Linked DNA regions of Rattus norvegicus: region 1 is linked to region 2. The links are chromatin contacts, called in public Hi-C maps. All regions are on one chromosome and are shown on one strand. Each heading gives the region's core, a stretch centred on a gene start, on an enhancer-like site or on the middle of the called end of the contact. The rest is flanking DNA. Distances are from core to core; before and after follow the strand shown. Region 1 overlaps Fam149a (family with sequence similarity 149, member A). Region 2 holds the start of Tlr3 (toll-like receptor 3).

Region 1 (2,727 bases), core at 126-2,625, 62 kb before region 2:
ATTTCAAAGTCTAGAACGACGCTTCCTGCTTCAGTGATGAAGTGATAAACTTCTTCTTATTCAGTGGATCTAGACGGCCCACCACTGCCCAGAAGACAAGTGAATGCACCTTTATAAGCACAACTATACACACACAGACACACACACACACACACACACACGCGCGCGCGCGCACACACACACACACACACACACACACACACACACGCACAAACACTCGGCAACATCAATGGTGAGTGGTTCACTGTGCCAAATGCACCTTAATAATAGGTGTTAAAAATAAAACCTTCTCAAATATGAAATTATTGTTAAATTTGAAAATTATACTTAGTACTTGCACTAAACGTCTTATTCTTTCCCCCAATTACTATCCAAGGCTCTGATATGAAAATATTGTAGCCCAATGCTCAAAAATTCCAATAGATGGCGCCACATCCCTTTTTGTCATTAGACTCCTTCCATAGACCGTGTTTTTTGTTGTTGCTTTATCTGTTAAGGTTTTGTTTGTTTTTCAAGATTTAGGATTTATTAGATTTTCATTCCGGAAGAGATGGGGAATCTTGTTTAGATCAGAAACCACTCTTTCTGTGGCAATTACCTGGCAAACACAGCACACAGGAAGTGCCTCCTCTACGGAGGGAGAGCTTTCAGTTTGTCAGGCAAATAGGACCGGAAGCTTCATATTCTAATTCTTTTTTTTTTTTTTTGGTTCTTTTTTCCGGAGCTGGGGACCGAACCCAGGGCCTTTCGCTTCCTAGGCAAGCGCTCTACCACTGAGCTAAATCCCCAACCCCCATATTCTAATTCTTTTCATGAAACCTATCCTGAGTGATGCTCCTCTCCCATACAGAAGAGAAAAGCAAGGTCAGCAACATTGTGTAAATTGTCAGGGGCAAGCCGTTTTATACAAACTGGCCCAGTCTGGCCTCATATATTTACTTTATAAAGACTCATCCCAAACTCATGGGTCTGAATTGCGTTGGAGTTCTTTTCCTTGTATGCTTCTTTTATCTATAAACAACAAATATGTCCCACAACGTTTACTAACATTTCGAAAGCATGTTCCGTATGTCAGGCCCTGCTGTAAGTGCTTGGTATAAGAGAGTATACTCATGTTTCACCCCCGTTTATTGTGAAGGAATAAAACGGAAAGGAAAGGATCTGACTGCTCCTAGGTATGGTGGAGGAGAAACTTTATTATAGACACGTGGGCGAGCATAGTCAGAGACAGAACATCTGGGAGAATCCAGAGTGATCATGACAGGAGAGGGGGGAGGGGAAGGGATAAGAGAGAGAGGAGAACCTGGTGCAGTAGCCAGGACACCAAAGGTACAAAAAGGGCAGGCAGCCAAAATAGCTGGATTAAATAGGGAAAATCCTCTGGGCAAAGGGCAGCCCAGTCTCTGGGCTGGAGAGTTCAGGTTAGGGGGCAGGGTGACAGCCATACCATACCGTGGAACAAGTAGGAACTGAGGGATGCTGGGAGAACTGGAAGCGAGGTCTGTTTTGATATGCCAAGGAAGTGCGTCAGTTGTTTGTCTGGGTTTGAAATTTAACATTGTCGTCCCCTGTGGAATCAGGACAAATAGGTTCTTTGGTCCTCGACTGGGCCAGGAAAACCAGAAGTGTTACAGCCCTTAGAAGGGAAGCAAGGAGGTTTGGGTGGCCGGGGTACTGAGTCTGGTCCAATACTGCAGCGGCGCCAGTGCCTGCGACAGGAGCGACTGTGGCTGGCAGTGGTGGGCGGTGGTGAGCCTGACCAGTCAGGCAGGTCCAAGGTCCACTGATAAATGCTTCAGGAGAGAAACCTCTTCCCCAAGTGTTTACATCTCAGTAAAACAGCCACTCTCAAATGATCCTCGGCAAAAAATAATGTATGCACTTTATTGCATGTGGTTAGGGACTTTATAAACATTGAGGAGTAGGGCGGGGTCCAGGGGTAGATGCTTGCCTATTGGCTCAGTTTGAGATGCTCTATTTGCATAGGGAAGGACTCCGGGTGAGTGTTTTCCCTTCCTGACAGATTGGCAAGGTCCTCAGTGGGGTGTCATGACTATGTGTTCCAGAGCAGGTAGAGACAGACAGGGAGACGACATCCCACTCCTACTGTTCTCAATGCTGAGATTCACCGAGTCTGAGCTCACTTAACCTGACTAGTTCTTCTGTCTGGTGGCACGGTCCATCGGCCCCACAAACACACTGAGGGTTGCGGTGATTAGTACCACCCTGCAGGTCAAAAATCTGAGGCAGAGAAGGTGATGGCTGGGAGATGGTAATTGCAAGGCGTAATCAACGTGTAATTCAGTCTGCAGGGTATACAGCCCGAGCCCGCTCTGGGCGATAGGAAGACTCTGTGGGTTCGATTATTTAGCAACAAATGAATTGCTAACCTGAGAAGTGATCACATATGAAAAACTGTAAGACTTGTTATAAAGAACGAGAAAAAAATTTAAAATTCCATGAAGTTCACTATTTTACCCAAGATCACAGAAAGATGCAAGGTTAGTATATTACTCACGATAAAACACATGGCCAAACTCTGAAAAGAGAGGGTGAAATCTATAAAGGACATTAGTCGTTGGACAGAAACACGATATTGTCATTAGTACGACGCTTTATCAGAGAAATGGAAAATTCACATTTCAATTTAGTACATTGGAAAAATGAATTCAATGGAGTTCTGTAAGACCCATTTTTTTCCCTTGAATTTTGAGATTTATTTTATCA
Region 2 (2,700 bases), core at 136-2,635:
AAAAAAAATGGGAAAGTAGTTTGACTTATGCAAAGACATGTTTCAATCAAACAAACAAAAATACAGCTAACATATGAAAGGAGAATGAAGAAAAAGTTACTACTGACTGATTCTTAATGAGAGGCAGGGAGGAGCGGGAGAGAGAAGATCTTGATTTTGAGAACGTATTTTTGAAGATACATAGAATTATATTTCTTCATTCAAGGGAGAGGCTGCATGTATTATGGCCAAGGCGAGAAGTGTGGGGAGAGAATACCTGGAGTTAGCCATGATTTGTAGCCTGGCTTATAACCTTTGCAATATCAGATACGTATCAGCACATAATCACATTATAAAGTCGTGAGAAGAGCTTATGATAACTTCCCTATCTTGAAGGTTGACTGATTTCTCTCCATAACGTCTCAGCCTGGTTTCTGGCTTTACTATCCAACTTCCGGAACAGCCTGCCCTCCTCTCCTGTCCTCCTTCTTTATTCTATAACAGAAAGCGATTGGCCAGTTCCTAGACACATCTGAGAATTCTTCCTTTCTCAAGAACATTGTCATAGAATGCCGGATCTTCCTTTCTAGGCAACTAAATAGAGAGGACTTTTTAACCTTCTAGGATTTTGTTTTTTTAAGGCAAAGGTGATTTAAAAACAAAACAAAACAAAAAAGCATTTTAATTACCTTTTAGTATAATTCTTTTACTTACTTTATAATGAATTTATACAATACACTACACATACATGTGTTTTTTAATCTTGTTTACCCCTTATGCTCCCTCAGAGCCACCCTCACCCCCTTCCTAAAGCCTTTTATAAAACTCGGGAAGCTTTCTTGAAGTATCTTTCCAAGAGAAGTCTACAGAGGAAGCATTTTTGTTGCTGCTGCTGTTGTTTTAAACACTGCTTTCTGCATTTGGCGTTTCACCACAGAAATCAGATTTTGTTGCTAAATTTACATTTGGAATTATGGTGCATTTCTCCCCTCATACCTGTAGCGTCTTCTGTCTTCTTTTCTTTCCTGACTGTGACTCGGGCAGTTTTACTTCCCCGATAGAGAACTGGTGTGTTAACCTCAAAAGCCAAGCACATTCTGATTTTATCCAGCCTGAGATCCTGCATCGCCGTAGTTTTCATTCAGACTTTTTTTTTTAAATCAGACATTTCCTTCCATCCTGAAAGTGAAACTGAAGTTTAAAAAAAAGAGAGAGAGAGAGAAAGGAGAGAGGAGAAAGGTTATCATGATTAAAGAAACACAGGATATTTTCAGCGAATAGTTAAATTGTTATTGAACTGTTACCCTTTTTGTTGTTGTTGTTGTTGTTGTTGTTGTTGTTTGCTTGTTTCTTTTTAAGGACCTCCTGGAATTCATAAACTGACCTTTAGGGAGAAAAGTGTAAGCAGAGGAACCCGTGGCTGGCTGGCTGTAAGCGGAACTCTGGGAGTCAATAAGTTCCTGGCTTCAGAGTCGAGCCCTCTGCAGTGACTTTCAGATCCTTGCAAACCTGTGTAAGTTAAGTAGTACATGGTTAGAGGCTTGGGACTGCAAGCCAGAGCGTAGGTGGGGATCGGGGCAAAGTGTGAGGGGCCCCCGGGAACAAGCCGTGGGCTAAACCAGACATGCCTAAACAAAGCGAAAGTCATTCACTCACCTTGCTTTCTTTTCTTCGCAAAATGAGTAAAGTCTGGGTAAAAATGGTCATCCAGTTTTCCAGCAGGAAATGTTGAAGACATATAGGACACAGGAAGTCCGGCCTCAAAAGCAGTAACAGGGAACTCTCAGAAACAAATGGGGCGGGGTGGGGTGGGGGGGATAACAATGGGGGAAGGGACAGGGGAGGGAGAGAGGAGTTCCATCCAGCACTGGCTGTCACAAAGAACCTTTCTTGCTCAAGCAGGCCCAGTTTTCCACAGAATCCACAAATTAGGCATCAGTAGGCATCAAACATATTCGGTTCAGATTAACTCCTTCCTCCTCGATTAGCTTTGAGGTTTTGGTTAAAGAAATGTAATTGCATGAGAATGAACTCGGTTTTCCTTTCATTACAGATGAGCAATGACAGGATATACCACCAGGTTGAGATGTAGTTTAAAAACGTGATAAAACATACAAGAAATGGGAGAGCACCTGACCTGATTTCCTCATATTGAAGCCTAGAGAGGGGAGAGCCTGAGAACTCACCACAATGATTCCTTTTGTTGACTGAGGCTGAGGTGAAAGTGGGAAAGGTGAATGCACACAGAAGTGAAAGTAAGAAGTAACTTTGTATCCTAGTGCAAATTGCCCTTCCGTGGCGTGGCCCCAACTGGTTACTCCCTGTGGTTACCTCCTGCTCACACCTTTCTTTCACTTGTAATATCTTCAGTTCCACACCATAAGCAAGCAGTTGTCCTCAGTTGTCCTCTGCATTGATCCCCTGGAGGCCAACAAAGCATTAATAGTCTTTCACCTATGCGGGTTCTTTGAAAACAGGTCAGGCTGCATTTTTGTTGTTATACTTCTCCCGCCACCATTCTGCAGAAGAGCATGACTTTTGCTAGCCTCTGAAGGACTAGTCTCCTGACAGAGAATCAGCCATTGTGTGGCCCTCTCCTACACTGACTCTTGGCTTGGCTAGCTTTGACCAAGCGGATATCAGCATGGAGCCGAGTTTGATTGTGAATCCGTTGTGGAGGTCTGATGAGTGCCTCTATAGTTGAGACTCGTCTTCTTGGAA

The links. A called contact is a pair of places that touch in the nucleus more often than the background predicts.
Region 1: a Hi-C map of liver shows a contact between it and region 2, with 3 times the contacts expected there. The contact joins the enhancer-like site here to the promoter of Tlr3 in region 2. A contact is called at or near these places in 4 of 12 Hi-C or Micro-C datasets (hepatocytes, kidney, liver and 1 more).

Annotation. Positions count from the first base shown.
Region 1 is chr16:53,615,174-53,617,900 of GRCr8, reverse strand. The region is part of intron 1 of Fam149a (family with sequence similarity 149, member A); the gene reads right to left. Among named protein-coding and RNA genes, the nearest start is that of Fam149a, 29 kb to the right of the region's middle. Within about 2 kb of position 1,375, at least 11 of the 93 cell types and tissues checked have an H3K27ac peak or open chromatin away from gene starts, as enhancers often do. A contact at or near this core is called in hepatocytes and liver, where this site is marked.
Region 2 is chr16:53,553,601-53,556,300 of GRCr8, reverse strand. Tlr3 (toll-like receptor 3) reads right to left here and starts at 1,385. Exons shown (of 7, transcript NM_198791.2): 1 at 1,284-1,385; 2 at 976-1,170. It overlaps LOC134482381 (a long non-coding RNA gene), which reads left to right and starts at 1,353. Exons shown (of 2, transcript XR_010058394.1): 1 at 1,353-1,492; 2 at 2,033-2,700.